Regions from separate parts of the Mus musculus genome. Here regions 2, 3, 4, 5, 6 and 7 are each linked to region 1. A link is a contact called in public HiChIP or PLAC-seq, capture Hi-C and promoter capture Hi-C data. All regions are on one chromosome and are shown on one strand. The core of a region is the stretch at or near the end of the contact, and the rest is flanking DNA. Distances in the headings are between cores, read along the strand shown. Region 1 holds the start of Upk2 (uroplakin 2). Region 2 holds the start of Ube4a (ubiquitination factor E4A). Region 3 holds the start of Atp5l (ATP synthase, H+ transporting, mitochondrial F0 complex, subunit G). Region 4 holds the start of Kmt2a (lysine (K)-specific methyltransferase 2A). Region 5 overlaps Kmt2a (lysine (K)-specific methyltransferase 2A). Region 6 holds the start of Tmem25 (transmembrane protein 25). Region 7 holds the start of Ift46 (intraflagellar transport 46).

Region 1 (4,226 bases), core at 955-3,454:
TATGAGTGTGTGTGTGTATGAGTGTGTGTGTGTATGAGTGTGTGTGTGTATGAGTGTGTGTGTGTATGAGTGTGTGTGTGTGGATGAGTGTGTGTGTGCACATGTATGAGTGTGTCTGTGTATGTATGATTATATGTGTGTGTCTGTGTGTGTGTATGAGTATGTGTGTCTGTGTGTGTGTATGAGTATGTGTGTCTGTGTGTGTGGATGAGTATGTGTGTCTGTGTGTGTGGATGAGTGTGTGTGTGGATGTGTATGAATATGTGAATGTGAGAGTGCATGTGTGTGTGTCTGTGTGTATACGAGTATGTGTGTGCATGTGGATAAGTGTGTGTGTGTGTGTATGAGTATGTGTGTGTGTCTGTGTATGAGTGTTTACACCAATACAGCATCTGCTAACTCCAAATGTGAGTCTGTGTCTCTGCGTTACCTGTAAGCGTCATAGGAAGTTTTACGAAACCATGAGATGGCTCAACAGGTAAAAGCTCTTGCCACCATGCCTGACATTTTGGTCCCCAGAAGCCACATTATGAAAGGAGAGAGCCAATGCCCACAACTTGCCCTCTGACCTCCACATAGACACTGTGGCACACATATGGGCACACATATAAAATAATAAATGCAACTTTAAATTTTTGAAAGAAATTAAGTTTCGGGTTTTACCTCAGACCCACTGTATCAGAAGCTACATCTGAACCAGTTTCCTGATCGTCCATTGCACAGTAAATTTGGAGATCGTCTGGTGAGAGTTCCTCCTGCTCCCAGCCGGAGCCCCCAGGTTCTGTTGTCTTCTACCCCCTACACACATTGCAGACTTTAAGTCCACCCAGCATGGGGGAAAGGACAGAACCCCATCAGCCCTTCAGTGGCCCCCACTTTTCCACTAGGACCTTTCTCTGGGGTTGGGGAAAATGGGTGGTTCCTGGAGCAGACCCTGACGGTCTGAGCTCAGGTCCTATCGAGTTCACCTAGCTGAGACACCCACACCCCTGCAGCCACTTTGCAGTGACAACCTGAGTCTCAGGTTCTGCATCTATAAAAAGCAGTGCCTTTCAGGAGGGCATGCAGAGCCCCCTGGCCAGCGTCTAGAGGAGAGGTGACTGAGTGGGGCCACGTCACTCGTCCATGGCTGGAGAACCTCCATCAGTTCTCCCAGTTAGCCTGGGGCAGGAGAGAACCAGAGGAGCTGTGGCTGCTGATGGTGTTTCTTCCCCAACTGTTGTCCCAGGCATCGAACCCCAGAGCGACCTGCACACAGTCCACCGCTGAGCCACACCCCAGCCCTCCACCTCCTCTGCTCCTGGTTACAGGATTGTTTTTGTCTTGAAGGGTTTTGTTGTTGCTACTTTTTGCTTTGTTTTTGTTTTTGCTTTTTTTTTTTTTTTTTTTTAACATAAGGTTTCTCTTTGTAGCCCTAGCTGTCCTGGAACTCACTCTGTAGACCAGGCTGGCCTCAAACTCAGAAATCCACCTTCCTCCCAAGTGCTGGGATTAAAGGCATTCGCCACCATCGCCCAGCCCCTGGTCTTGTTTCCTAAGGTTTTCCTGCTTTACTCGCTACCCGTTGCACAACCGCTTGCTGTCCAAGTCTGTTTGTATCTACTCCACTGCCCACTAGCCTTGCTGGACTGGACCTGCGTTTACCTGGAAGCCTTCACTAACTTCCCTTGTCTCCACCTTCTGGAGAAATCTGAAGGCTCACACTGATACCCTCCGCTTCTCCCAGAGTCGCAGTTTCTTAGGCCTCAGTTAAATACTAGAATTGGATCTCAGGCTCTGCTATCCCCACCCTACCTAACCAACCCCCTCCTCTCCCATCCTTACTAGCCAAAGCCCTTTCAACCCTTGGGGCTTTTCCTACACCTACACACCAGGGCAATTTTAGAACTCATGGCTCTCCTAGGAAAACGCCTACCTCCTTGGAGACAGCACCCTCTACAGTCCAGGAGGCAGACACTCAGACAGAGGAACTCTGTCCTTCAGTCGCGGGAGTTCCAGAAAGAGCCATACTCCCCTGCAGCTAACTAAGCTGCCAGGACCCAGCCAGAGCATCCCCCTTTAGGCCCGAGGGCCAGCTCCCCAGCCTGAAAAACCTGTCTGGGGCCCCTCCCTGAGGCTACAGTGCCCAAGGGGCAAGTTGGACTGGATTCCCAGCAGCCCCTCCCACTCCGAGACAAAATCAGCTATCCTGGGGCAGGGCCTCATTGGCCCCAGGAAACCCCAGCCTGTCAGCACCTGTTCCAGGATCCAGTTCCCAGCGCAGTATGGCATCCACACTGCCTGTCCAGACCTTGCCCCTGATCCTGATTCTGCTGGCTGTCCTGGCTCCGGGGACTGCAGGTCTCTATTGCTGGTGGGAGCGAGGAGGGTTTCAGAGCGCTAGACAGGGAGCATTGTCTCCCCAGGGCTCTCAAGGACAGAATGTTGGTCTAGCTGGTTGGGGTTGAGAGTTACTAGTGGTAGGGATCAGGTGACAAATTCCTGGGCTTCTTCCAGATCCAGGAGTCAAGAAATTTGGGTAAGTGTCCAAGGTTTGTGTGAGTTGGGCGAGACTGGGGACTGACTGGGTGCCATGGTCTAGTCTGGGTGCCATGGTCTAGTCTGGCTCCCAAACAGCGCGGCGTACCCACCATCTGCAGCTCAAGCCTGCCATCTGGTGGTCAGATCCACACGCTCCTCTTCTGTCTCTGCACCCTTAGCAATGACCACCCACCCACCCCGCCAGCTCTGAGTTAAGAGGGGGCTAACTCCTGAGTTCCCTCTCGGCTCCCTAACAGACTTCAACATCTCAAGCCTCTCTGGTCTGCTGTCTCCGGCGCTAACAGAAAGCCTGTTAATTGCCTTGCCCCCATGTCACCTCACGGGAGGTAATGCCACATTGATGGTCCGGAGAGCCAACGACAGCAAAGGTAGACCTCCCTTGTACCCATTTATTCTACTCGTCGTAACCCCTCTTAACGATACCCAAGAGCTGCCCGTTCTACAAGAGTGGACTGCTAGAAATCTGATCTTGCCTTTCACTCCTATTTCCCCTCAGTGGTTAAGTCAGACTTTGTGGTGCCTCCATGTCGCGGGCGCAGGGAGCTTGTGAGCGTGGTGGACAGTGGGTCTGGCTACACCGTCACAAGGCTCAGCGCATATCAGGTGACAAACCTAACACCAGGAACCAAATACTAGTAGGTACCGATGGACACCTGTGGAGGTGGGATGCAAAAAAGGGAAGTGGAGGTCCCGTGAGGGTGGGGAAGTGCCAGGAAGCATGAGTTAGAGAGGGCACAGCTAAAGGGTAGGAAATGTGAACCTGGACCCCAGGAGGGCCCAGATGGGACACATAGCTAGAAGGTGGAGGCTGGAACCCCTCCTCCCGAGTGCCAGATACGTACAATCTCTGCTTTCTCTCAACTCCTGCCTCTAAAGCATATCCTACCGAGTACAGAAGGGGACATCCACCGAGTCCAGTCCAGAGACTCCCATGTCCACGCTTCCTCGTAAGTAAAATGCCCGTCTCTCACACTTCCCTAAGCTCCGACTTTTTTCTCCTAGAGCAAGTTAGATAAACTGTTTTCTGAGCGCTCAGTCGCTCTCTCTCCCCCGCCCCAACCCCCCAGTATTTGGTATGGCCACCTCCTGTCCTGTTCAATCATCTCTGCACTAGAGGTTCCTTGTGCAGAGGGATGATGTCCTCCTTGGTGGCTCCTAAGTGTTGCTGTGAGGGGGGTCTATGTTTGCTTGACTGGTTGGCTGGATGACCAGTTGAACTGATGCTGGCGGCTACTTGGATGGCTGGGCTAAGCTGTGAACCACAGGAGCTACCTAGGAACCCCTTCAACTCACAGAGGTTCTCCCATCTTCTTCTGACAGGAAAAAACATGGAGTCTATTGGGTTAGGAATGGCCCGGACAGGAGGGATGGTGGTCATCACAGTGCTGCTGTCTGTGGCCATGTTCCTGTTGGTCGTGGGTCTTATTGTTGCCCTGGCACTGGGTGCCCGCAAATGAGAAGGGCTCTCCTGCATCCCAGGCTCCTCCAAGAAGTCCAGCCTGCCTCCTGCCAGGCTGTAGTCACTGGCTTCTCAGTGGCTTTTCTTCCCTCTCCCCGCCCCCTCCTCGAGTCCACTCCTGACAGTGCCCCCTCCCTGCTCCCTGTCTCACCTTGCAGCACTCCCTGCTAGCCCCACTGCAATCCTGCCAACACTGATTTATCTCTTAACTGTACTTAATTCTCAC
Region 2 (4,226 bases), core at 888-3,387, 510 kb before region 1:
CCGTATGCGTGGTGGCCAGTGGTAGCCAGCGTCACCTTGTAATGGCATATGTGGCTTCCCACAGGTCCTGCTATCTATCTAGCCTTGAACTCCAAGTATATGTGTATTTTGTTTCTTCTTGCTGAAAAGCCATTTCATGGGCAGTCCACTGCTTGTCCATTCCCCAGTCAAAGGACACATGATGGTTTCACTTCTCGGCTATTATAAGCACTGCTGCAATGAGGATTCTTTTGAAATGTTCTATTTTGTTTTTATTTTGGTTTTTTCAAGACTCAGTTTCTCTGTGTAGCCCTAGCTGTCCTGGAACTCTCTCTGTATATGAGGCTGGCCCCAAACTCACAGAGATCCATCTGCCCTGTCTCCAAGGGCTGGAATTAAAGGCTTACACCACCACAGCCCAGCGTGCAAGGCTCTTTATGCAACTATAATTTCATTTCTCTGGAGTAAAGACCTAGGAATGAAGATCATATGGCAAATTCACTTTTAGCTCTTAAAGAAACAGCCAAATTCTTTTCTAAACTAACAGCATCGTTTTACATCCCTACTGACATGACAGCTTTTTGTTTTTATGAATCTTGAATTTTCAACAATATTTGTCACTACTTCAATATAGCCACATTAACATTTATTTTGTATTATTTTTATTTTGTGTATATGGGTGTTAGGGCTGTTGGTCTATCTTTGCACAATGGGCATGCAGAGCCAATGGAGGCCAGAAGAGGGCATTGTATCCCTGAGAGTGGAGTTAGTGATTCTAGCTGCTAGGTGCATGCTGAAATCTGAACCCTGCCTCCTTTGGAAAGTAAGGCGGTGCTCTTAACCGCTGAGTCATCTCTTCAGCTCAGAGCAATGGCTTTTTACACAACACATAATATTAATCTTTGCCCCAACCTCACTTTCTTAATGGTGACTTTTGAAATGCAAAAGTCTTTTTGATAAATTCCATTTTATAGATTTTGTTGCATTTGGGAGGTCATGTCTAAGACAAGATTGTCTCCTGTCTCATTATTTGTAGGTCATTGTTAGGGATTTGGTCTAGCTTTAACAATAAATGTCACTTAGAATATATGTAAAGTATTAGTAACAAATAAGAATAAAAGATATCATTGAAAAATATCTGAACATGTAATTTTATTAAACTAAATCTCACTTCATAGCAGTTATATAGATATACACTATCAAGTACAGCAAAGAAGTGCCTGGTACTCCTATGCATGTATGCTACCAATCTCTTGCTGAGGTATTGAGCTGTGCCAATATAATTTTTTTTAAGGGGTATCTCAGAATAGGGTAGGGTTTTGGTTGGTTGGATGGTTGGTTTGAAGTAACCCTAGGTTAGTCCAAACTCACTGAATAGCAGAGGATGACTTCGGATGCTCAATTCTCCTGTCTCTATGTACCAAGTGCTAGAATTACAGCATGCCCCACGGTGTCCCACTCACTACAGTTTTAATTTTCATTTTCCTTACTAAAACTAAGAACCAAGGCTGGAGAAATGGCTCAGACGACCCAGATTCAATTCCTAGCACCCACATTGCAGCTCACAACTGTCTGTAACTCCATATCCAGGGAATCTGACACCCTCACACAGACATACATACAGGCAAAACACCAATCAATGCTCATAAATATTTTTCAAAATTAAAAACTAAAAATTAACCAGACTTGTAGGCTGTATACTGTTAGCATTGTATAGATAAATCTAAGACCAACCCAAAATAGCGCGCTGCCTGGCACCTAATACCTGCTCAAAACGTCTTATACATTGTCCTTGTTGGTATTGTTACTGCTTCTAAGCCACAACGAGTGAAACGGCTCCAAAAAGCCATAGGACAGAAGGGAGCGTAAAAAGCAAAAAGTCACAGTCTGTGCAGAGCCCGACACCACAATAGTGTATCTGCCCTCAAGAGATGGATTTCCAAGGTCTAGCTTCATATTCCACAAAACTTCAAAGCACGCAGTCATAGCCAACCCTGCCCCGCCCCGCCCTGCTGCCTAGCCCAATCCCAAAGCCACTTCCGGCCCGCCCCCCACCCTCGCTAGCTGCCAGCAAACGTGCGCATGCGCCTCCTCGGTGTTTTCTCTGTCATTAGCGAAGCCCGACACCGCCCTACTTCCGGCGCGGGGTAAAGACCCAACAGGCTCGGCGCTCAGCGATGATGTCAGCTCCGGTTGCCTTGCTGAGTCGGAAGTAAGAACCTTTTGGTCGCTGTAGCTGTGAGGTGTCGTCGTCCCTGCCCTTTCAGGCTCCGGTAAGAGGCAAGGTATAAGAGGACGAGAGTGTTGAGGCTGCGACCCGGTTTTCTCCTAAGCAATTGCCAGTCAAGGCCCCTGCATGCCTGCTGTTCTCAACTGCTTGCCTGACCCGGGTCCGTCTTGAACTTCGACCCTGTCTAATCTGGAAACCCTTACGGTGCTCCGGCGTCCGGTGGCTCTGCACATTCCCTTCTTCTTTGCCAAGTCCCTGCTAGGAAAGGCCCGAGTGTGGGCTGTGGCTGTCTTTTGACTTATTTTATCTAGGACCTGCGCAGGGTGGGTGGGTCTCCCTGCTGCCTATGAATGTTACTGAACCCCAAAGGATAAAATACGAAGAGTGAACGACAGTGCCAGATGCCAAGGAGACAAAATGAAGCTCGACTCATAGCAATCAAACCAGTAGGGTGCGTGTAGCAAGAGGTTGACTTTTAAAGCGAGTGACGGCTTCCCAGCTGTAGCTCTTTGGATTCTGCTCGAGTTTTTCTTGGTCGAGAAAACATTTCTCAGATTGACCATAGAGTCAGACGTTTTGTGTTTAGTATTGTTCCTTTTAGGATTCTTTTTTGTCTCCTAGAGCAAGAATGGGTTAAGTCTCAATGTCATTGACTTTTTTGGTCCCAGAGACATAAAATGGGGCCCAAGATGAAATGCCAGGGTTTGTTAGAGACGGTTTTGTTTGTTGTGTTGTGTTCTTTTTTTGTTTTCGGACGTGTATGTGCTTCACTTGATGAGATCCTAGCTTGCAGATAAACGTATTGCAAGGATTTTTGTTACGACACCTAATGTAACACTGAAGGTATTTCCAGGTAGACATGTTACTTTGGGAACATTTTTAAATTCCAAAATAGAGACTTTATGGAGTACAATTTAATACAGTGTAATTTGGGCTTGGGGTAGGGAGTTGCTGGGGTTATAAACTAAGCCCTGGTGCATACTAAGTGCTCTAGAACAGAGCTACACCCAACCCCACCTTAGCCATAGAACTTGGCTATAGCAATCTGTTTTTCAGTGTTACCAATAGTTCTACTTTAAAACTGGATTGGACATGATCTTAAAATATCTGTATGCTCTCAGGAGCCAGTAGTGGCCTTAAAGGATTAGCAGCACTCTATATAAGTAGAAGCTTGAGTCAGGAGAAAATGAGAGAATTGTATGGGTCCAATGGTTGACACTTCCTAGAGATGTAGACTTTTGCAGCAGGTATGTAAAGTGAAGTTACTTACTAAAAATGAATCAAATCCAAAAGCCTTGGGGGGGCTGGTAGTTGTGCCATCCCAAAAGCTATCAAGAAAGTGGATGTGTTTCTGTGTGGCAACTGAAAACAAGGAATTTGGGTTTATTATTACTATTACTGTTTCTTTTTAAAGATAATTTTTTTAGTTTTGCTTATGTCTCCATATGTGTTTCTGTATATATGCATGCCATATGTGTGCAGCTGCCCACAAAAGTAAAGGGTATTGGATCCCCAAGAGCTGTAGTTACAGAAAGTTGTAAGCTGCCCGACATGGGTGCTAGAAACTAAACTGTGGTCCTCTAAAAGAACAGCAAGTACTCTTAACCACTGAGCCATTTCTCTTTCTTTCTCTCTCTCTCTCTCTCCCTACCTTCCTTCTCTTCCTCTCTCTCTTAATCTCTTTGTTTCTTCCCCTCTCTCACTTTCTTTCTTTCCTATTAAAGAATCTATTTTTTTATGGATGTGTACCTGTAAGAGTGTGTGGATGCCCACAGAGAGCAGGAGTTGTCAGGTCCCTGGAGTTGGAGTTGCAGGCATTTGTGAGCTGCCCTGTTTCAGGTACTGGGATCCAGACTCTGGTACTCTGGTAGAGTCATTTCTTCAACCTCTTACTTATTTATTTCTGAGTCAGGGTCTCACTGTGTAGCTCAGGCTGGCCTTGACATCAAGATCCTCCTGTTTTCACTTCCCAAGTGCAAGGATTACAGGTATGCACTACTCTACTCAAGCTGGGAAA
Region 3 (4,226 bases), core at 456-2,955, 470 kb before region 1:
TCAGCTTAGGTTAATTTAACCATTACCCTCTGCTACCTAAACTACAGGCAACTGTACAGCCCACAGACCAGTCGACTCCACCACTGCCCTTCTCTGCTCTTCTCTGTGTCCTTCAGACACTCTGAAATGTAGCCTTGCTCACCACTCCCTTTTCACACAGGTGGCATGTGTCAGACTCCTCACTTGGAAACTTTTCTCCCTTCACCCCGTTTAAGGAAGAGGTCCCACCATTCCCAAACAAACTCCTCTGCCTTCTTTGCTGTCTCCCTGTCCTGGACTCCTGAGCTCCACCTTCCTCTTGGGTTGTCTGACTTATATTCTCTTGCTTCCATATTTCTTCATTGCTGCAATCTGGTTTCTAAGGGTTTGAAACCTTTTCTAGTTAATGTCACAGATGTTCATACTCATAATTAGCTGGCCTGTCTTACCTCGGTCCAGACTGGCCTGTAACTTCCAATCTTCAGGCTCCTGTATGCTGGTATAATGTGGGTTTCAGGTTATCTTTCCTGCTTTAATTTGACTTCACTGTCTAAGGCAGCATGTCTCTCCCTCACTGATTCCTTGATCCCACTTCTAACTTTTCTAACCACCCCATGAATTTTACTTCAGGTTTTTTTTTGTTTTGTTTTAAAAGATGTATTTATTATTATATGTAAGTACACTGTCGCTGTCTTCAGACACACCAGAAGAGGGCATCAGATCTCATCACAGATGGTTGTGAGCCACCATGTGGTTGTTGGGATTTGAACTCCTAACCTAAGCGCAGTCAGTGCTCATAATGCTGAGCCATCTCTCCAGCCCCTCAGTTTTTCTTCTAAAGATTGGGCTTTTCCAGAACTTGTTCTCCTCATCAAATGTTACTTTCCTACATAGTTTTTGGGTTTCCTGGTTTGTTTTTGTTGTTTTCATTCATAATGTCAAAGTTACAGCCTTTGGAATTTGTATATTTTCTTATACACCAAGAATCTCTACGCCTTCCCAGATCAGCACCACGCTTAACCTTATGTTCCTTTGCGTATTTATCTTGCAACTGACTCCTTCTATGACTATTTAGGAATCTTGGTCTCTAAGGGGATAATGCCCAAAGCATGCTTCCACCAAATTACAAAATGCCTGGCACAGTGCAACACCCTCAACACACATGACTTTCTTCCTCTTGTCCGCACAGCTCCTACTGGCTTGTTTGAAAAACCGGATTGGATCCCAATTCTGATACTGGCTGCGGAGGAAAACGGAATTATAAAAAGTCAATTAAAGAAGTCGGTGAATGGGTGAGTCACATAATGTAACGCCTATGTGGCCCCTTAAAGCTCCTATTTGACCTCAGACCTGCTATGCCTTTAAAGCGAACGTATAGGCCCACAAGCATCTTATGAAGCCCTCCAGCCTCGTTTTCCATGTTTTCTGAAAAGCTATAAAACTGCCGCAAGCTAATGTGGCGATCAAGCCAAGAAAACCAATAACGCATGCGCATTTCCCCCACTTCACCGATCTTCCGGACCAACATGAATAGCTGTCCCAAGTAATGCCTGCTCCCTGAGGAATCTCAGGATTCTTCACGTGTTATCGCGCCTCATTTTTTTTTATATCTAGGTTTTTACTTGGAGTGAACAAAGTAAACTGACTAATGAGATGCCACAAACAGGGAATCAATACCTATATGTTTTGAACAGGCACAGAGAGGGGCAGCCTGACCTTGGAAATGGGGAAGGGGTCCTGCCGCGGGTCCTTCCGGGGGTGACATTCAGCCGGCGGTTCGGGGAGACGTACCTTCCACCTTAGACCATGGCCAAGTTCATCCGTAACTTCGCGGAGAAGGCACCGTCGATGGTAGCCGGTGAGCGCAGCCCGGGAGAGGCTCGCGAGGGGAGGGATTGTGCTGCGGCACCAAGGGGCCGTGGGCGTCGGGAGGGCTTCCAGGAGGCCACTGTAAGGCCGCAGCCTCGCCTGGCCTGCCCGCGGCTGCTTAGAGCTCACAAGCTGCAGGGTCCTAGCTCGGCCGGGGAGCGAGTGGGTCGTGTAACTCTGCCCGGCCTCACTCCGCCGCGAACGCCGTGATGCCCCCTTACCGTGCCGGGAGAGTTGGGAAGGGAGGTCGGTAACAGGGGAGAGAGAGGTCACACATCAGACCTCATAGCTGGTCTGCGTCTCAGCGAAGTATTTGAAAGCCATCAGAAATTTTAAAGACGGGTGAGAGATCTTTGAAAGTTATGTTTGCTTACCATCCTGGTTAGAGCCTAGAGAATTCTGCGTCCGATGAAGGGAATTTGGAACGTAGGGGTGAATATCCCCTCCCCAGTCAGCACAGAAAGCGACGCCTGTCAGCAGTCGTCTTCAGAACCTTGGCTTGGCATTCGTGAGGTTGTTTTGTTTGAAAATTCTGATAGACCGCGGTCTCTCAGATAAACACTGAGTAGTTATAAGCCTGAGCAGTATGTTCAATCGATACAGTTCTCTTCTGAGTAGAAAATTACTGTATTTTTGAAGCAGGAGATTAAGTTTACAATTTCTTCTTTTCTGTATTGTATTAAGTGGTTGAAGGTCCTATTTCCAAATGTTCAAATTTGGTTATGAAATGTGAATTGAAGGTGGATTTTTTTTCAAAGATTTATTTATTTTACTTATGTGAGTACACTAGCTGTTTTCAGACACACCAGAGAAGGCCATTGGATCCCATTACAGATGGTTGTGAGTCACCATGTGGTTGCTGGGAATTGAACTCAGCACCTCTGGAAGAGCAGCCAGTGCTCTTATCCGCTGAGCCATCTCTCCAGCCCTCTGAGGTGGAATTTTAAAAACTTGTAATTTTGAGCTTTCCAACCTGTTTGCATATTTAGTAATTCTTTTTTTTCTCCCCTTCATCACCAGCTAGTGAGCTATTTAAACCCTTAAAGTGCCAGCCAGAGTCTATAAATACTGGATTCCTTCCTATGGAACCTGAGGCTGCCAATAGCTGTTTTCCAAAGAATTTCCTTAGTAAAAAATCATTAGGTGATCTGAAGCAACGTACTACAATTTTTACACCAATACAACCAAAAGGCTTTGACGTTTGGACTTTGATGGTTTGAGGTGCTATTTTTAATATTTCGTAGAGAGTATTTTTCCGGCCGTATGACTTTTGCATCTTTTAGGTAGCTTGTATTCAGAAATTTAAAACTGATTTTATTGATGAAATCCAAAATGAAAGACATTATCAAGGTAAACTTTGGTCAAGAAACAACATAAAACCTTTCCACTGTTGTAACTGTAAGATAACTTGTTCTGCCAGAAGTACTGAGACCTGAGGGCTCTGAGGGAACAGAAGGTTACGTAGACTGTGCTCTGCAGCATAGGCTGGGGCTTTTTTTTTTTTAAGATTTATTTATTTATGTATGTGAGTACACTATAGCTGTCTCCAGACACACCAGAAGAGGGCGTCAGATCCTATTACGGATGGTTGTGAGCCACCATGTGATTGCTGGGGATTGAACTCAGGACCTTTGGAAGAGCAGCCATCTCTCCAGCCCAGGCTGGTGTATTAAGTGTGAATGTTAAAGTATTTGATACTGACTACTGACTAGATCTTTCAGTTCCCTAGGGCATGTAGCTAGAGAAAGAAGTCAGTAATTATTATCATAGTTCCCCCAGAAAGGTGAAAGTCTATTTTTTTGTTTTGTTTTTCTTTTCCCTTAACTAAGCTATAAATTTTACTTATGTTTCACCCGCTTTTCCATTCATATATTTTGAGTCTACAAATATAGGATATTACCTTAGAACTAGTTTCTTGTGTCTGCAATCTCCCCTTTCTTATATCTGATCTCTACTTTCATGATTTGGCCACTTGGAGGTGTCTGCCTGGATATTTTGAAGAATGTTCTCCAAACTGGTTATCTTGGGTTTCTCTAATGATTAGCCTGGAATTAGGGATTTTAAGAACAAGAACCACAGGGGCTGGAGAGATGGCTCAGTGGTTAAGAGCACTGACTGCTCTTCCAGAGGTCCTGAGTTCAATTCCCAGCAGTGACATAGTGGCTCACAGCCATCTATAATGGGATCCGATGTGTATTCATAGAAAATAAATCAATCTTTAAAAGAAAACAAAAAAAAGAACAAGAACCGCCAGGCGCACGCCTCTAATCCCAGCACTGGGGAGGCAGAGGCAGGCAGATTTCCGAGTTCGAGGCCAGCCTGGTCTACAGAGTGAGTTCCAGGACAGCCAGGGCTACACAGAGAAACCCTGTCTCAGA
Region 4 (4,226 bases), core at 992-3,491, 430 kb before region 1:
CCACCCTGCAGACCTCCCACCTGTGCTAAATCAAGTGTGCTTGTAGGGAGAGGGTTACGCAGAATCTAACGGGTTTGTTTTCTCAAAGGTGGAGGGCGGGAAGAAATCCTGTTGACACAGTTATATAAAGCCTGTCACTCAGTCCCCTGCCTACTACCTCTGAAGGCCGTTATGCATATTAAAGAAGGGGGGCGGCAAATACAAAAGAAAAATAAACGAGAGAGAGTGAGAGAGGGAACAAATCAGGATGCTTGAGGGAATCCACGTGGTCGCCAATCTGTAACTGATCAGAGCAGCTATACTGAAGCAAAACCCCAGAGCCTAACGCAAAAATACATTGCAATAGAGAAACCGTCCACAATGGGGTGTGTTATGTCCTAAGCAGAGTCTTGGGGCTGCTGTTTAATACCCTTTCGCAGCTCCCATCCTCTCGGCGCCTAGTAAGCCACGAGAAGCAACAACGGAATCTGGTTGTGCGTGCGTAGTGTGAATGTGCGTTTTGCAAACCATCTGGGCTCCATCCTGCGTGGTTGGAACGATGATCGATCCCGGACGAGTTTGGGGAGTTGGGGCTTGACTATGTCTCCTCCCCTTCTCTGTTCCTTTCCTCGCTCCCCCCCCCCCCTCCCCATTTTCTCCTCAGGCACAGACGTCTCTCCGTAGGAAGGACGTAGATTTTTCAGCACCAGGAGGCCGTGGACCTCTGGAGGCGTGCAGTACACCCTCCAGTGGGCTGGAGCTGGTTGCTACCTGCCTTACTATGAACCACCCTGTCGTTCCCAAATCTGCCACCCGGGGAGGTCCTGGTTAGAGCAGCGCCGGGTACCGGTGCGGGAGACCTGGACGGCTGCATGACCTTCCTGCGAACTCCACCTCGGCTGGGGGTTGGGGGAGATGGAGGCTGCTCCGGGTCTGCAGGCAGTGTATCGATCCCTAAGCCTCAGCCAAGGCAAATTCTTCGGGCAGCAATCTCTCCCTCCCTCCTTGGCTTTTCCATCCCCGCAGGCTTCTAACGCCTCGCTGGAGGCGCCGTCTCCCATTTCCTGCAATAAAGTAAATCCCGTGGATATTCACCCCACCATCAACCCCCGGCACTGCCCTACCCCTCTTCCCTCCCTCTCGGCTTGCTAACCCTGTGTATCATAATGCCCTACGCCGGGCTTCAAACCCCCCCCCTCCCAATCATGAGAAATGTGCTGGCGAGCCCCCTCCCTCCGTGTGCATACATTAGGGTCTGCTTTGCATGCAGCGGCAGGCTGGAAGCGGAGGAAGAAGGGGCGGGGCGCCTTTGCCCGCCTCTTCCCTCCAGGCCCTGTCCGTTAGCCACCCAGTTTCAGCTCCGTTGTAACGCCAGGTCGTTTGCGGAGCGCACGCTGTGGCTCCAACGCCTGGACTGGGAAAACACACCCCAACTCCGGAGAAGGGCACGGAAACCAGAAGCCCCTCACCTCCCTCCAGCGCACAGTGGAGCGAGGAGGTGGCAGAGGCCGACCACACGGTTGTGTGGATTTTGGAAAGAGCTCCAAGCGTGAAGATGGGAGGGGCTCCTCTTTTATTGGATTTTATTTTTTTAAGGCGCGTTCGCCGAGAGCCTTGCCATTTTGCATAGAATCAATTGGGCGACGCTTGGGTTTTGCATGGAGTACAATGGAGCTTTCTGGATTCTAGAAGCGTTCCATAAGGGCTAAGCCCGCCGCTCTCCAAAGCGGCGGAGAAGGCTCGCTCCTCCGGGGACCCAGCAGCCGCGCCGCACTGGAAGCGGTTCTCCTGGGCCGCTCAAGTCCCTGCGCGTCCCGGGAACGTGTGTAATCGGCTTCTCGGCTCTCTCGGCTGCGGGCCACCCGCTCCCTCCGCCTCCATCCTCCCGCCGCCCTCGCCCCCTCCCCCCTCTCCCCGGAACCCGCCTCCGCTCCGGGCTCCAGGGCTTCCTTCCCCCCCTCATCTTCCCTGGCGCTGCCGCTCCCGGAGGGCGGGGCATGCACTTATCCAGGTTGCCGGGCGGGAGGAGCCGGGCCCGGGGCTCGGCATAGAGCAGCGGCCTCCGGGCGGCGGAGGCGGAGGCCAGAGGCTCATATGCAGATTGCAGGGCAGGCGGGCGCCACCCGGCGCTCGGCATAGCGGGCCGCGGGGTACGGCCATCTGGGCGGCGCCAGGCGGGTTAGGCAGGTTCCGGGGCCCGCCGCTCCCCCCCCTCCGCCTCCCCGCCCCCCTGTGTTGTCGCCTCTCCCTCTCGCTGCTTCACTTACGGGGCGAACATGGCGCACAGCTGTCGGTGGCGCTTCCCCGCCCGACCCGGGACCACCGGGGGCGGCGGCGGCGGGGGGCGCCGGGGCCTAGGGGGCGCCCCGCGGCAACGCGTCCCGGCCTTGCTGCTTCCCCCCGGGCCCCAGGCCGGCGGTGGCGGCCCCGGGGCGCCCCCCTCCCCCCCGGCGGTGGCGGCGGCGGCGGCGGGAAGCAGCGGGGCTGGGGTTCCAGGGGGAGCGGCCGCCGCCTCAGCAGCCTCTTCGTCGTCCGCCTCGTCTTCGTCTTCGTCATCGTCCTCAGCCTCCTCAGGGCCGGCCCTGCTCCGGGTGGGCCCGGGCTTCGACGCGGCGCTGCAGGTCTCGGCCGCCATCGGCACCAACCTGCGCCGGTTCCGGGCAGTGTTTGGGGAGAGCGGCGGGGGAGGCGGCAGCGGAGAGGTAAGGGGGCGAGGAACCCCAAGGTCCGGGGTCTCGACCCTCTGAAGAACCCCTCCCCTCCCCCATGCAGGTCTGAGGAGCATCCCAATTCTGGAAACATCCTGGGGTCCCTAACGTGGGGCAAATGGCCCTCCCATCTCAGGACCCCCGTTATGGGCTGCAGACCCCCAGGCGCCCTTACCCGAGGGCTCAGACCCTTCTAGTTGAGGGCCTTTAGCCCCCGTCCCGCCTTCTTCCCCTGGACCCTTCCCCAAATCCCTTGGCACAGACCCCCTTGCGGGGGTTTCCCATCCCGGGACTGAACCCCTCCTCCCTTTCACAGATTACCTCATCCGAGCCAGATTCCTCCCTCCCTCTGCCAGAGACCTGATCCCGCCACATCTCCGCCTCCTTCCCTGGGCAGATGTGTTACTCCTAGGGCAGTCTTCCCCCTTGGACATCTCTCGGGTGGTGGCTTCATCCAGAGCCAGGTTCTTATCCTGGCCCTTGGGAAATCCAGGTCCCTTCCTGCACCTTGCTTCTGAAAACCTGACCAACCCTCCCTCCCTCCCCAGCCAGGTCTTCACCTTGCCAGTCACTCCCCCTTGTCTCACCTCTACCACCAGCCCACTCCCACCTCCTGCACACCAGGCCTCCTCGTTCCGCCCTACCCCTCGGGGAAAGCTTTCTCTCTACCTTGTCGTTCTCATCTCTCCTGCGAAGATAACAGTGCTCTCCCCAGCGTTGTCTCTTTCCTCATCTTCCAGGGCTACGTTTCCTAGGCTGCTGGTGTCAGGGATTTACCTCCAACTCCACCCCTTTCCCTCCTTTAGAGGAAGGACCAGAGGTGTGTTCGAGGGAAAATGGTCCAGTGTTCCCCTAGGCTTGGAGCAGAGCTACTTTCTAGCATTCTCCTTGAGAGGAGCAGGGTTTCTCTCCAGCTCTTGAGAAAGGGGGCCCCGGTGAGGGGTGATGTTTGTGGGGGAACTAGGACTGCATCCTCCCAAGGGAAGCAGCTGCTCTCTTACCCCACCCACTGCGCCTGAGAGCTTGCAGCCTCTGGCCCTGGCTCCCTCCCGCCCTTCTCTTTTTCTCGTCATTTCATTATTGATCCACCTTTTCCTAGGCCAATCCTGGGTCTTGGAAGGGGGTGGAGGAAAGCCGGGTTGGAATGAGAGTAGATAAAAGGACAGTTTTGCCTTAGTGTGGTGGCGTTGGTTGTTGATGCTTTGGGTTGGGAGAAAGAGGAGGGTTATGAAGCCAAGTTAGTCTTTCTGCGATTCCTAGTGGGAGACTCAAGGTGGATGAGGTAAAGGCTGAGAACCGGGATGCTCCGATGAACGGAATTCAGCCTTTTTCAGCAAAAAGGAAAGTTGCCCTGGGAAGGGAAGTTGAGTTCAGGTTCAGTCAATGGCTATGCGCATTTGTTTTCCATTGGATGCAGAAAGGGCAGTTTGAATCGCAGGGGAAGGGGGGGGGGGGAATGTAATGGGGGATTCTAGGGGGAGGAAGAGCAGCTGCCAGGGGCTGAAGTGAAGGGGGGGTAGGGGTTTGCTGCTCTGGAGC
Region 5 (4,226 bases), core at 1,008-3,507, 360 kb before region 1:
TGGAGCCCTCTCTGTTTTAACAGCTCATTGGAAGTATACCATATATAAAGCATAGAGGACGCTTCCCTTTCCCTGTGCCCCTTACTAGCTTCTGTGACCATAGTTACTGTTGCAGGCTTTTGAACTTTATCTGTCCAATGTGTCTTTGCTGATAGTGGCTTGAAAAGATCCAGTTCTTTCTTGTAGGACTCCTAGAGCGAACAGGGAGCAGCAGGATGCAGCTGGAGTGGAGCAGCCATCGCAGAAGGAGTGTGGGCAGCCGGCAGGGTGAGCTGCAGATGACTGGTTACCACGTGTAGATAGGCTTCCTCCTGAAGCCTACTTGCATTGGGTTTGTTGTCAAGCATGTTCTTGACAGGCATCACATGGTATGGATGTTTTGAATCCCAGAACTGGGGAAGCTTAGGCAGGCTAACCTCTTAGCCACTGAGCCATCTCTCCAGCCCCATAGTTTGATTTTATTCTGCAGATATTTCTATGTGTACTCTTTGTAAACGTGAACGTACTTTTATATTACATGGATGCTTGCATACTCACTGTTTTTGTTTTTGCACTTAATTGGTTTATATAACTCCCTGGGCTGACATGCATGCATGCTGTGTTCCAAGTGTCTCTTTGCTGCTTCTAGTGCTGTTGTATGATCTACATTACGTAGTTGGCTTCATACATATTAGTAGTATGTACTTGGACTGTTTCGGGAGTTATTAAACTGGAAAAAGTGAAAATAGAGGGTATACTGGCTGGTGCAGCTGAGCTGTGTTCTCAGTTAAGCCACCTAACTTAAATTGTATAGCACTGAGAAGTGGCTTTGTAGTTTTTCTACTGTAAGATCAGGAGGAGAATTTCAGCGATAGAGTCCACAGACGCAATCAGCTACTTTTTGCCAACATTTGGGAAGAAATTTCATAAAGGATGGTCTTAAGGCTGGAGAAATGGCAAAGTAATTAGGATGCTTCCAGTTCTAACAGGATCAATCTAGTTACATCTCCAGCTAACAGATCTAACGATCCGTGCTCGGATCTAGTGCATCCCCAGCTGCTGTGGGCACCCACACAGTCACAGGACACCTACACACACTAAACATTTAAAAATCCGCTGATTCCTGAATCTCACAGTGGAAGGAACTGTTCAACACCTGGGCATACATACACCCCAATAATAAATAACAAACTTTAAAGTGCTTTATGCTTATGTTCTTGGTAGTTGTTTTAAATAACTGATGGGGTATATGGCAGATTATGAACAGTTGTTTTTATCTTCGAGTTGAAAAACAGCTGGCCTTGCCTCTCACGTCTGGTTGTATTTTCATTCAGACCAGTGGCTGCTCTTCCAGAGGTCCAGGCAACACAGAATCCAGCCAATGAGCAAGAAAATGCAGGTATGTGGTTGATTAATAGGTTATAGTAGAGAACTCTAAAGCCAGAAGAACTATGTAAAAATCATGTGCGCTGAGCATGGCGGTGCACACTTGTAACCCCAGCACTTGGAAAGCTAAGACAGAATTGCGAGTTCAAGGTGAGACTGAGTTGCATAGTGGCTTGAGGGCAGCCTGTGCTACATGACATAGTAGGCTCGAGGGCATACTGTGCTACACCACAGCCTAAACCACAGAGAATCGCCTGCATTAACTCCTGATAGTCTAGATGGGAGAAAAGCAGACTCAGTCTCAAGAGCTGAGCTGTGATGTGCAGTCATAGGGTCCCAGCGGTCTTCAGTTGTGTGTGTGTCATTGTCAAGGTCAGATCTTCTTGCTAAACTAAATTTAAGGACTGTGACATTTTAGGTAGCTGGTGATAACATTTAGTTGTCTTTGGAGGTGTTTCTTATATCTGATGGCACCTCGGGGTAAATTCCCTTCTGGAAACCGTAGCACTCTCTTAGGTGTTTGGGATTTGATTCTAGACCCACATGCACCCACAGCTCTGCATGTGTGGCCTGGTGTAGTTTGGCCACTTTACAATTAGTATAGTACCCACAGAACCTGAGCACGTGGCTCAGGAGACAGAGGCAAGAAGGTTGGCACGAGTTTGAAGCCAACCTGGGCTATACTACATAGTAAAGTCCAAGCCAACCTTGACCTCAGAATGAGCTCTTGTCTTAGGAAAGCAAACAGATTGACTAAATAAATGATCTTCAAACATGACTTCCCAGAAGAGAAAGGCTTAGGCTTGGGATTTGGGCTGTTACTGTACCCTGCTGCCTGGCCAGTTCCTCAAGCCCAAGGCCTCATTGCAGGCAGGCATGGTAGCTGAGTAGTCTCCAGAATCAGTTAGGTTCAAACCTCATGTTTACTTTGCTGTGTGGGTAAACATGGCTTTTACTTGGCCTGCTTCAGTTTCCCCATGTTTTGTTCACGTATTTATTCACTCACTCATTGCTTTGAATGAGGTCTCACTGTCTTGTCCTCGTTGACCTAGAACTTTAGGGTAGCCCAGGCTAGCAGTGACCATCCTCCCTCGGCCTCAGAATAGTAGGGTTACAGGCAGGCATCACCATACCTGGCTCGGTTCTCTTACCTTTAAAAGGGAGTCCAGCTGGGCTTGGTATAGCTGCAGTACTTGGGAAGCAGAGACAGGCAGCATAGCCTTCACAGCAAGCCATGCTGGCTACGGGCTGAGCCATTATCGCAAAAAGAGTCAATAATAACACCTACCTTAGTAGTTGTTAGGATTCCATGAGATACTGTGGGTGAAGTTCTAGAAGAGTATCTGAGGCATAATCAAGCTTCACACATAGGGAAGGGGATTTGTGTTTGCTTTGGTTTGGCTCCTATTAGGAGTAGTTATGTATGGAAAAATGACCACATTGTCATACCAGAAGCTCTGCTACAAAAACGAAGTCTATTAAATGCACCAGTGCACGCGCGCGCACACACACAGAGACACACACACACCATTTTAGTACCCAGGGCAAGTTCTTGAGCCTCAGTGGTCTTACTGGTGAATTGGGATAGCACTGGATACAGCATGTTCTTACAAATGGAGGTGGTGCTTGTAGAGCAAGTCTTTCCCAACCTTCCTAGTGTTGTGACCTTCATGGCTGTGGTCATAGCGGTAGTTTTGCTACTGTTGTGAATAGTAATGCACATATCTGTGTTTTTGCAGTGGTCTTGAGAGCCCTGTGAAAGGGTCCTTTGGGACCCACAGGTTGAGAACTGCTGGTGTAGATCATTCTGCACATAGCACTTGGTGCACACTGGCTTTAGCAAAACCTTTTTTCCATTGTAGAACCTAAAGCAATGGAAGAAGAAGAGAGTGGTTTCAGCTCTCCTCTGATGCTCTGGCTCCAGCAAGAACAAAAGAGGAAAGAAAGCATTACTGAGAGGAAGCCCAAGAAAGGACTCGTTTTTGAAATTTCAAGTGATGATGGCTTTCAGATCTGTGCGGAAAGTATTGAAGGTGAGTGGCTTGTTAGGTCAGCCTTCCATCAGGCCCTGCTGCGGTTCCTCCTGTGCTCAGGAAAAGCTTGCCTTGTTGAAGAACCACGATCATTCTTGACAAGTGCTAAGAGCTGCAGGTTGTGTGGTACACACTGAGAGCTGCTCTCTCAGCTCTTCTCGGTACCTCCTGCGGTGCCATCTCTCTTCTGTGGATTCTCCCACATGCTTTCTGCAGTGCTCCTGGCTGTCTGCTCGATGACTGCCAGCTCCACCTCGTCTGCCTCGTACAGCAGGGAAGCTCTCTGTGCAAATGTTATGGTCTAGTTGCAGCCATGTAGGCCTGAGCTCTCAGGAAAGGCTGTGAGTTCAGTGGGTGAGTTGGGGCTATCCGAAACCTGGGAAGAGGACCAAACAACAGCCATTTAAAGGGGGATCTGGAATTTGGTTTAGCCAGAGAGGAATGCAGGGAGCTTTTCACAAAGAGAATGAAATGGAACAAAGTTAGAAAAACTTTGGTTTTCAGTAGTATTGGATAGAAAATGACTTTGAACAGTGAAAGAAAAGTTGGGAGGTGAATTGGGCACAAGTTGGCAAGAGAGTCTATAGTGACAGCCGATGAGACCTTTGACATAATAAGGAAGCTCCGTGGGAAAAGGAAGGAAGGAAGGGTAGACGGACATGGTAACGACGTAGATATGAGTAGAGATAGAACTTGGACCTGGATGTGGCCTAAGCTGGGTGGTGGTGTCACATGCCTTTAATCCTAGCACTTGCAGGGGCAAGGCAGGTCTCTCTGAGTTTGAGACCAGCTTAGTGTATAGAAAGTTCCAGGAGAAGCAGGGCTTTC
Region 6 (4,226 bases), core at 573-3,072, 340 kb before region 1:
TCTGAGAGGAAGCGGCATGGGGACCTGTTCCTGAAGGGCAAGTTCTGAAAGATGAGCAATGTGTCAATTCAGACGCCAGGGGCCTAGAGAGAATGCATCCATCCGTCTGGGAAGCTTGCACTCTCCAGGGTGGAGCGGGCCCCAGGGATGGGTGGAAAGCTGAGCCCTGCGGAGGTGGACCGAGATCCAGGAGTGACAAACTACAAGTGTCAGATGAGAAGGTGGTTGTCACTCAGGGATTTGGCCTGGGCAGGGAAGGTATCTGGATCAAACCTGGTGTATTCAGTTTCTGTAGCTGGAATGGGGATCATAGGATAGAGGGAATAGGACTAGGAGTTGGAGACCAGGCCATAGGTAAGACTAGCTGGTGGGGTGTTCCTAGAACCTAAACTGGAGAATTTGGACCTCATCCTAATGACAGGAGGCTTGTCTGCCATAGGTTGTTGTTGACAACCTACAGATGGAAAGCCTGGAGATGCAGAGGTAACTCCACTTGTAGAGGCTTGGATTCCTGCAGACTAGCTGTGAAGAGGGAAACTGAGCTGGTCCCAGAGCTGCTCAGTCTGCAGTCCCAACCTGGACCTCTGAGGGAAACTCAGCCTTTCTCCACGATGGTGCTGAGCAATGCAAGGGCCCTGGCAGCCTCTTTAGGAAACTGGAGACTATGAATAGAGGCAGGGTCCAAAGAAAGCAGCCCGTGGACCTAACAGAAACCCTAAGCTGGCTGCCTGAGGTTCCGGGATGAGTTCTGAAACTCAATCCAAGTACGTTCCTCTGAGAATCACGAAAATAAAACAGTGCAGCCAGCTCTGGCTCCACGACCTTCTTCCAATGAAATAAGATACAGAGTAATGAAGACCGTGGAGATAATGAAGGAGAAAAATGGGGAACGTGCCGCTTTCGTAGTCTGCATTGGAAAAGAGGAAACAGTTCTGTTAGCTAATGAGATTTCTTGAACTCTAGGGTTCAAAGTGGGCCACCAAACACACAGTAGGTGCTAGGCTCCACTTGTGTGAACTACGACTATTTGATAATTGATGGATTCACTAACACAGTGGCCAGATCCTCTAGAAAACATTCACGTTTGGGTGCATTAATGTTAGGACATACCAGGAACAAGGCCAAGGAGAGCCTTGGACTTTGATCTCAGCTCTGCCCGTGGGCGGCCCACAAGCCAATTGTAGCAACCCTTCATCTCGGGTTAGAAATAATCCCTCGTGGTTCAAAAGTCTGCTGCACGAAGGAGGGGATGGGCTGCTCTGCTCGGCAGGTGGGCGGGGGCTCGGTTGCCCACACCCGGCTGACCTGCGCCGCCCTCTCCCTGTCCGCCCGCAGGCGCCCTGGAGGACTTGGAGCGCGCGGTGACATTGAGCGGCGGCCGGGGTCGCGCCGCCCGCCAGAGCTTCGTGCAGAGCGGGCTACTGGCGAGATTTCAGGGCCGGGACGACGACGCCCGCAGGGACTTCGAGAAGGCTGCGCGACTGGGCAGCCCGTTCGCACGGCGCCAGCTAGTGCTGCTCAACCCGTACGCCGCGCTGTGCAACCGCATGCTGGCCGACATGATGGGGCAGCTGCGCGCGCCCAGCAACGGGCGCTGAGCGTGGCCGGCCGAATGATGGAGAGGGGGACCCTGACCCAACCAGGACCCAATAAAACTTCCGGGACTCTCGGACTGCGTCTGCTCTGTGTCCGCCTGCTTACTAACCAGCCTCACGGTGGAGGCCTTGGCGGGGGTAGGGAGGAGGCGGGACAGGGCGGGGCTGGAACGGCCACCTGCCCTTGCTCGGGCAGCGATTGGTCCTGCCTGGCGCGGGCCCCGCCCTTGCAGCGGACTGCGGTGCTCAGCCTTCTTGAGCAATTGCTGGGGCTCACTCTGGGAGGGAGCCAGGTGAGCTGACCCGAAAGCAGGATGCTCCAGCGACCCTCGGATCCGCGACGCTCTCTTGCTAGGCCCAAGTCCACCTGAGCAGCCGAGATTGGAAAAGCGGTGCATGGCGAGATATGGGAGGGAGAGCCAAGGCCAGCGAGGAGTGAACCGGGTCAAGAGAAGGACGATCGTTTGGGGGGGAAGGGGAAGGGCGCCTGTGCATGTCTGTCTGTCTGTCTGTCTGTCTGTGGTCATCTACTGTCAGTGCTGGCCTCTATGCCCGCACAGAGACGAAGTGTTGCCATAGGGTCTCTTCCTTTGGGTCTTGCTGATTGTGTCTATTTGTGCCGGTGTCTTGGCCACTGTGGGCCAGTCTACATCAGTGCATGGTAAATTATTGCAGGAATTGTTAGGCCTACATGGCTGGTACTCTTCTCTCAGCAGCCTGGAGGCCGGTCCCTGATCACCATGGAATTGCCTCTAAGCCAAGCTACCCTCCGGCACACACTGCTGCTCCTTCCTGCCCTCTTAAGTTCAGGTATACCCCAGTTCATCCTTTGGCCAAACCCTCCTTGCTTGCATCTCCTCTCACGATACCCACTCCAGTCTCCAGGGCTGGGTTCCCCTATCCCTACTTCCCTACCATAAGTCTATGCAGATCCTGGTCAGAGAAACCAGCTGCCCTGTCTCTTGGCCTGCTGCCTCTCTGTAACTGAACCTCACTGTGGTCTCTCCAAGTGCCTCCCAGCGGCTGCCTGCTGTGTTCCAGGTCAAGGGGAGCTGGCGCCGCAAATTGATGGTCAGACCTGGGCTGAGAGAGCGCTTAGGGAGAATGAGCACCATGCCTTCACCTGTCGGGTTGCAGGAGGTTCTGCCACTCCCCGATTAGCCTGGTACCTGGATGGACAGCTACAGGAGGCCACCACCTCCCGACTGCTGAGTGTGGGTGGGGACGCCTTCTCTGGAGGAACCAGCACTTTCACTGTTACTGCCCAGCGCTCCCAACATGAGCTTAACTGCTCCCTGCAGGACCCAGGGAGTGGCCGGCCAGCCAATGCCTCTGTCATCCTCAATGTGCAATGTAAGTATCCCTGAGACAGTCTTACTACATTGCCTAGGCTGGACTCAAACTTGCCAATCCCCTGCCTCGGCCTCTAGAGTGCTGAGATTACTCATACGCATGACACATTTAGCTTTAACAGGACATTCATAAACACGATATGAGAGAATTTCTATTTTCATCCCTATTTTACAAATGAGAAATTGAGGCACAAGTTAAGCAGCTGCCCAACATTTTGAGATTTAATTGCCCAACAATTAAGAAGTAGGTCCAGGATGCAAATTTAGACCTTTGTCTGGCTCTCTACTCTTTTTATTTTTATGCTTTGAGACTTTTTCCAGGGGTGACTTTGAGCTTCTGATCTTCTTGCTTCTGCCTCCCCAGTGCAGAGACCATAGGGTATGTGGTATGAGGACCGAACCCAGGACCTTTCTCATGATCGGCAAGCACTCTACCAACTGAGCTATATTCCCAGCCCAGGTTTTAAAATTTTAGACAGTCTTACTATTTATCCAAGAGCAGCCCCAAACTGGAAATCCCCCTGCCTCTGCTTCCACTGAGCCACATCCCCAGTAGTTTTCTATTCTTTTTTCTTATTCTGGTTTTTCAAGACAGGGTTTCTCTATATAAAAGTCCTGACTGCCCTGGAAATTTTGTGAACCTAGAAGCTTTGTAGACCTTGAACTCACAGAGATCCTCCTGCCTGTGCCTCCTGAGCAGCACTGGAATTAAAAATGTGTACCATCGCCGGGTGTGGTGGTGCATGCCTTTAATCCCAGTACTCGGGAGGCAGAGGCAGGCGGATTTCTGAGTTCGAGGCCAGCATGGTCTACAAAGTGAGATTCAGGACAGCCAGGGCTACACAAAGAAACCCTGTCTCGAAAAACCAAAACCAAACCAAACCAAACCAAAACAGTGTACCATCACTGCCTGGCAAAACCTTATATATAGATATAGATATATAGATTAATGTAGGAGTGTTCTGTCTGCATGTACATCTGCATGCCAGAGGAGGGCATCAGATCTCTTTATAGATGGTCATGAGCCACCATGTAGTTACTGGGAATTGAACTCAGAACCAGTCAGTTTAACTCAGGAGCAGTCAGTGTTCTTAACTGCTGAGCCATCTCACCAGCCCATGGCTGTCTACTCTTTTTCTTTTCTTTCTTTCTTTTTTTAAGATTTATTTACTTATTATATGTAAGTACGCTGTAGCTGTCTCCAGATGCAGCAGAAGAGGGCGTCAGATCTCATCACGGGTGGTCATGAGCCACCATGTGGTTGCTGGGAATTGAACTC
Region 7 (4,226 bases), core at 1,048-3,547, 320 kb before region 1:
CAGGAGCAAGCCTTAATGATTCTGTAAGGGCAATCTATGCTGTATCTGTGCCATGTCTCTATCCGTGCCACAGTCCAAGCCATTACCATGGCAACCCAGCCACTGCCACAGTACTTTCACTCACCACCCCAATCTCACCTGAGAACCCTCCAATAAATTCTCCATGTGACAGCAACAGCCTCTGGACTTCTGCTTGATAAGCCTCTCGCCTCCCTTCTGATCAGACCATAACACACTGCCCTCTCACCAGGCACTGGTCTTTCCTCTTGAGTCTTCCCTGGCCACAAATCGATCCCCACCCACCACCATTATGCTTCATAGCAGTAAACCATTTGCCTCCATCCTGCACACATGACATTCTTCATGAAGACTGTCTAGTCACCGGCCATCTTTCTTCTAAGATTCCAAGTGTCAGGTTGGCAGGGATGTGTCTTTTGTTTGCTGTTGTGCTAACATGGCACATAGCAAGCATTCAAACATGTTAGGTGAGCTGAGAATACTGGTGCACACCTTCACTCTCAGCAATGGGGAGGCAGAGGCAGGCACATCTCTGAGTTGGAGACCAGCCTTGTCTAGAATGAATTACAGGGCAGCCAGGACTATACAGAGAAACCCTGTCTCAAAAAAAGAAAAACAAAACAAAACCAAAAAAGGTTAGGTGAGGGCTGGGCGTGGTGGCGCACGCCATTAACCCCAGCACTTGGGAGGCAGAGGCAGGCGGATTTCTGAGTTCGAGACCAGCCTGGTCTACAAAGTGAGTTCCAGGACAGCCAGGGCTATGCAGAGGAACCCTGTCTCAAAAAAACAAAAAAAACAAAAAAAAAAAAAGAAAGAAAGAAAGAAAAAAAGGTTAGGTGAATAAATGAATGGCATCAAGTCTTCTGATAAAACTCTGTTTCGATTAAAGCTGGGATGGCAAGTTAAGGGCAAGTGATGAAGCATCTTAATGAATTGTTAGAAACAAAAGCACAGTGAGCCAGGCTGGAGAGATGGCTCAACGATTGAGAGCACTGGCTGATCTTCCAGAGGACCCAGGGTTCAGTTCCCAGCACCCACACTAGAGCAGCTCATTACCATGTGTAACTCCAGTTCAAGGAGATCTGACAACATCCTCTTCTGGTCTCTGAGGGCACCAGGCAGGCAGGTGGTTCACAGAAAAACATGCAAGCAAATAACATACATACACATAAACATTTCTAAAATAGTAATTTAAAAATTAAATTAAATTAAATTTAAATTAAATTAAATTAAAAAATTAAAAAAACCCAAAACACAGCGAACCTGTGCCAGAATCTACTAGCAGTAACAGCGAGTTAAAAATGACAGGGGATAAGTTTGCACTCAAAGATCCCAAAATCTGATGGACTGGTTTCTCCCTCAACTAGTGAGAAAGCAAAATCAGCGCCAAGTTAAAGCAGGAGGTCAACACTTGCTAAGAGCTTGCTGAATACAACCTGAATCCTATCTGCGCCACTTGTTTGAAAATCACCTCCCTTTTTTTTGTCTCTCATCTTCTCTTACCTTGCTGTCCTGGGGTTGGAGTGCTAATACTGGCAACCTCTTCCGAGTCGTTAATCTCTAGACGCTCATCGTATGTCTGGTTCTCAACAATTTTGGTCTAAGCAAAAGGAAATACGATTACATAGCTCCTATCATGGGATATACATCCAGCCTCGGTGCAGAGATGCATTCACCCCGATCCAAGCTTTCCCCCAAAGGAAAGTTTCCTGACCCAAGAGCATTATTTAGCTAGCATTGGCTGGGTGCCAAGAGAAGTGCAGTGGAAAACGGTATCCAACCCTTCCCAGCAGCAACCCAAAAGCTCTACATAAGATGCAGGCAGGGAAGCACAGCATGCACAGCCAGACTGCGGCCGGCCGTCCGTCTCAGGTTTGGTCAGTTTTCGCACAGCTGTTGAGGCTTCTGCCAGAGGTGGAGGGTATGGGGATGGGACAGGATGGTCCTGAGAGAAGGCAAATTCCAGCCTCGGCCCCATCCACTAATCCTCAGAGCATCACCTCTACTTCCGCCCGTTTTGAAGATAGGATCCCACCGGGTTCTCGGAGAGTCAAGGATCCAGGGCAGTTGGTGGGGCGCAGAGAGCAAAGAACGCTGGCGGGAGCACCAATTACCTGTAGCCCCTCTGGATCCGTTTCTTCTATTTGGAAAGAACCCCAGCCGAGGACTGGGGTCTCACTCTCAGGCCCAGCCACTTCAAGGATCCCTAAGTGCAACAAGCCGCCTGTTGTCAGTCGTTAGGGAAAAAGATAAATAAATCAAAACAAAGCGAGAGTCTGAAGGAACGATCGCGAGACGTGCCCCGCCACTGCGCCGCCACCCCGCCCCTCTGCTGCGGCCGGTGGTGGCGGAAGCAGAGACGCGGCGCTGGGATAGAGCGGCCCCGGGCACTAGGCGGTCTAGCAGCCCGCTTATCTATGGTTTCCGCAACTGAGTCGGTTGTGACATCTAGTGGCCAAAGGTGGAAGGCCAGGCTAGTGGATTTCTTTTCTCCAACTAGAAACTGTCATCTCAAAGACAAGGCTCATTTGGCCTACAGTCTCTCCTAGATAGGCCTAATCCACAGTTTAGACACTCTTCAAGGAAAAGTCCAAGCATGTTTAAAAGCCCTTTTATAGCATCTCTGTGGCGCGATAGCCCTTTTCCTCGCGATACCCTATGTCACAGGAGCATACTTTCTCTTCCTTCATCTGAGATTAGGATTTATCTGTGTCCTGTGTTTTTACTTGCTAAAGAAAACTATGAGTCAGGCAAGCTGGTGCATAACTGCTATCCTAGCGCTTTGGAGGTGGAGGTAGAAGGATTAGAAGTTCAAGATCAGACTCAGTAAGTAACTTGGTAAATTTGAGGCCAGCCTGGGCTATTGAGGTCCAGTTTCAAAATTGATAAAAAATAATAATAATAAAATAAAATAAAAAATAACACAGCTGGGCGTGGTGGTGAAAGAGTAGTAAACTCAGTGCTCCAAGGTATGCTAATCATAAAACAGATAGTGACATTCCTCCACCCACCCACTTCCTGAGTTCAAGGAGTATTCATTCAAAGAAAGTCACCCTGACCATTACCGGAAGCTGCAATGCAAATGTGCTATTGTTAGGGGCTCTTAGAAACTGTCTTGAGAGTTAACAATTACCAGGTATTCCTTGTGACACCTGTGACTTTGTACTTCCTTGTGACTCTTACCTGGTATTTTTGGTATTTTCCAACAACGCCCTTCCCACCTCCTTGAGTTGTGGTTTTTCTCCTTTAAATACCCCCTTACTCAGCTACTCGGGGCGCCACAGTCCTCTACCCCTGCGTGGTGTATGACCGTGGGCCCGAGAGCACTCTTGAATAAAAATCCTCTTGCAATTTGCAACAAGACCGTTTTCTCGTTGGTGATTTTGGGGTGTCGCCTCTCCTGAGTCAGAACGTGGGGGAGTCCTCATGTTGTGGGTCTTTCAGTGGCACATGCCTTTAATCCCAGCACTGAGGAGGGAAAGGCAGACGGATCTCTGAATTCTAGGCCAGTCTCATCTACAAAGCGAGTTCCAGGAAAGTCATGGTTATACACAAAGAAACCCTATCTGGAGGCCACACCACCCCCCAAAATAATAAAAGAAAAAAAGAAAAAAAAAAGAAAAGCACACTGTCTATTCTTGCAGAGGTCCTGAGTTCAATTCCCAGCACCCACATCGTCGCTCACAACCCTCTATGAGAGGGATTTGATGCCCTCTTCTGGCCTGCAGATGTACATGCAGCAGGGCACTAACCTATAGTGTTCAGACCTACAATCCCAACTCAGAAAAAGAAAAATGAGAGACTCATACGTGCTTCTTTAAAAAAGAAAATCGATACCTAAAAATTGTACAGAGTTATGGGGCATTTTGTGTTGTTTCTATACATGTGTACATTACAAAATATTCAAGTCCTAGCATTTCTAGATTCTCAACCTTTTAAAACAAACAACTTGGGGCTGGTGAGATGGCTCAGTGGGTAAGAGTACCTGACTGCTCTTCCAAAGGTCCAGTGTTCAAGTCCCAGCAACCACATGGTGGCTCACAACCATCCGTAACAAGATCTGACGCCCTCTTCTGGTGTGTCTGAAGACAGCTACAGTGTACTTACATATAATAAATAAATAAATCTTTAAAAAAAAAAAACCAAACAACTTGATGTATGATCTTATAGATGGTTGTGAGCCAGCATGTGGATGCTGGGAATTGAAC

The links. Promoter capture Hi-C pulls out the DNA fragments that hold promoters and counts their contacts. HiChIP or PLAC-seq counts read pairs in DNA pulled down with a chosen protein or histone mark. Capture Hi-C pulls out chosen DNA fragments and counts their contacts.
Region 2: a promoter capture Hi-C map of stem cell-derived epiblast-like cells shows a contact between it and region 1, with 3 times the contacts expected there. The contact joins the promoter of Ube4a here to the promoter of Upk2 in region 1. A contact is called at or near these places in 8 of 39 promoter capture datasets (the 3T3-L1 cell line, 3T3-L1-derived adipocytes, cranial neural crest and 4 more), 2 of 484 Hi-C or Micro-C datasets (the G1E-ER4 cell line and cardiomyocytes) and 1 of 115 datasets of contacts at active chromatin or transcription factors (embryonic stem cells).
Region 3: a contact with region 1 is called in a promoter capture Hi-C map of pancreatic islet. The contact joins the promoter of Atp5l here to the promoter of Upk2 in region 1. A contact is called at or near these places in 4 of 39 promoter capture datasets (the C10 cell line, embryonic stem cells, liver and 1 more), 1 of 115 datasets of contacts at active chromatin or transcription factors (bone marrow-derived macrophages) and 1 of 9 other capture datasets (pancreatic islet).
Region 4: an H3K27ac HiChIP or PLAC-seq map of large pre-B cells shows a contact between it and region 1, with 3 times the contacts expected there. The contact joins the promoter of Kmt2a here to the promoter of Upk2 in region 1. A contact is called at or near these places in 6 of 39 promoter capture datasets (the C10 cell line, the HPC-7 cell line, cranial neural crest and 3 more) and 1 of 115 datasets of contacts at active chromatin or transcription factors (large pre-B cells).
Region 5: a promoter capture Hi-C map of liver shows a contact between it and region 1, with 4 times the contacts expected there. The contact joins the enhancer-like site here to the promoter of Upk2 in region 1. A contact is called at or near these places in 9 of 39 promoter capture datasets (the 3T3-L1 cell line, the C10 cell line, the SN4741 cell line and 4 more), 1 of 15 datasets of contacts at CTCF or cohesin (large pre-B cells), 2 of 484 Hi-C or Micro-C datasets (gonadal supporting cells and uterus) and 2 of 9 other capture datasets (embryonic stem cells and liver).
Region 6: a capture Hi-C map of embryonic stem cells shows a contact between it and region 1, with 3 times the contacts expected there. The contact joins the promoter of Tmem25 here to the promoter of Upk2 in region 1. A contact is called at or near these places in 12 of 39 promoter capture datasets (the C10 cell line, the HPC-7 cell line, the SN4741 cell line and 8 more), 1 of 15 datasets of contacts at CTCF or cohesin (large pre-B cells), 1 of 484 Hi-C or Micro-C datasets (uterus), 1 of 115 datasets of contacts at active chromatin or transcription factors (embryonic stem cells) and 3 of 9 other capture datasets (adipose tissue, embryonic stem cells and liver).
Region 7: an H3K4me3 HiChIP or PLAC-seq map of bone marrow-derived macrophages shows a contact between it and region 1, with 2.5 times the contacts expected there. The contact joins the promoter of Ift46 here to the promoter of Upk2 in region 1. A contact is called at or near these places in 5 of 39 promoter capture datasets (the HPC-7 cell line, cranial neural crest, embryonic stem cells and 2 more), 2 of 15 datasets of contacts at CTCF or cohesin (embryonic stem cells and large pre-B cells), 2 of 484 Hi-C or Micro-C datasets (bone marrow-derived macrophages and nephron progenitors), 12 of 115 datasets of contacts at active chromatin or transcription factors (the SCID.adh cell line, astrocytes, bone marrow-derived macrophages and 9 more) and 3 of 9 other capture datasets (adipose tissue, liver and macrophages).

What each region holds. Positions count from the first base shown.
Region 1 is chr9:44,452,745-44,456,970 of GRCm38.p6, reverse strand. It overlaps Upk2 (uroplakin 2), which reads left to right and starts at 2,204. Exons shown (of 5, transcript NM_009476.2): 1 at 2,204-2,340; 2 at 2,778-2,909; 3 at 3,038-3,176; 4 at 3,418-3,488; 5 at 3,862-4,226. The coding sequence starts at 2,265. The coding sequence ends at 3,998.
Region 2 is chr9:44,963,511-44,967,736 of GRCm38.p6, reverse strand. It overlaps Ube4a (ubiquitination factor E4A), which reads left to right and starts at 2,137. Exons shown (of 21, transcript NM_001346698.1): 1 at 2,137-2,252.
Region 3 is chr9:44,918,221-44,922,446 of GRCm38.p6, reverse strand. Atp5l (ATP synthase, H+ transporting, mitochondrial F0 complex, subunit G) reads left to right here and starts at 1,705. Exons shown (of 3, transcript NM_013795.5): 1 at 1,705-1,837. The coding sequence starts at 1,786. It overlaps Gm30934 (a long non-coding RNA gene), which reads right to left and starts at 1,720. Exons shown (of 2, transcript XR_379340.4): 1 at 1,330-1,720; 2 at 1-1,219.
Region 4 is chr9:44,879,304-44,883,529 of GRCm38.p6, reverse strand. It overlaps Kmt2a (lysine (K)-specific methyltransferase 2A), which reads left to right and starts at 2,241. Exons shown (of 36, transcript NM_001357549.2): 1 at 2,241-2,681. The coding sequence starts at 2,256. It overlaps Gm39326 (a long non-coding RNA gene), which reads right to left. Exons shown (of 4, transcript XR_870694.3): 2 at 827-4,038.
Region 5 is chr9:44,813,747-44,817,972 of GRCm38.p6, reverse strand. Kmt2a (lysine (K)-specific methyltransferase 2A) reads left to right here. Exons shown (of 36, transcript NM_001357549.2): 28 at 187-267; 29 at 1,314-1,378; 30 at 3,228-3,398. Among named protein-coding and RNA genes, the nearest start is that of Ttc36, 13 kb to the right of the region's middle. Within about 2 kb of position 2,257, at least 5 of the 459 cell types and tissues checked have an H3K27ac peak or open chromatin away from gene starts, as enhancers often do. A contact at or near this core is called in liver, where this site is marked.
Region 6 is chr9:44,796,843-44,801,068 of GRCm38.p6, reverse strand. Tmem25 (transmembrane protein 25) reads left to right here and starts at 1,822. Exons shown (of 8, transcript NM_001357385.1): 1 at 1,822-2,405; 2 at 2,637-2,948. The coding sequence starts at 2,336. It overlaps Ttc36 (tetratricopeptide repeat domain 36), which reads left to right. Exons shown (of 3, transcript NM_138951.1): 3 at 1,336-1,669. The coding sequence ends at 1,598.
Region 7 is chr9:44,771,080-44,775,305 of GRCm38.p6, reverse strand. Ift46 (intraflagellar transport 46) reads right to left here and starts at 2,297. Exons shown (of 12, transcript NM_023831.3): 1 at 2,133-2,297; 2 at 1,522-1,618.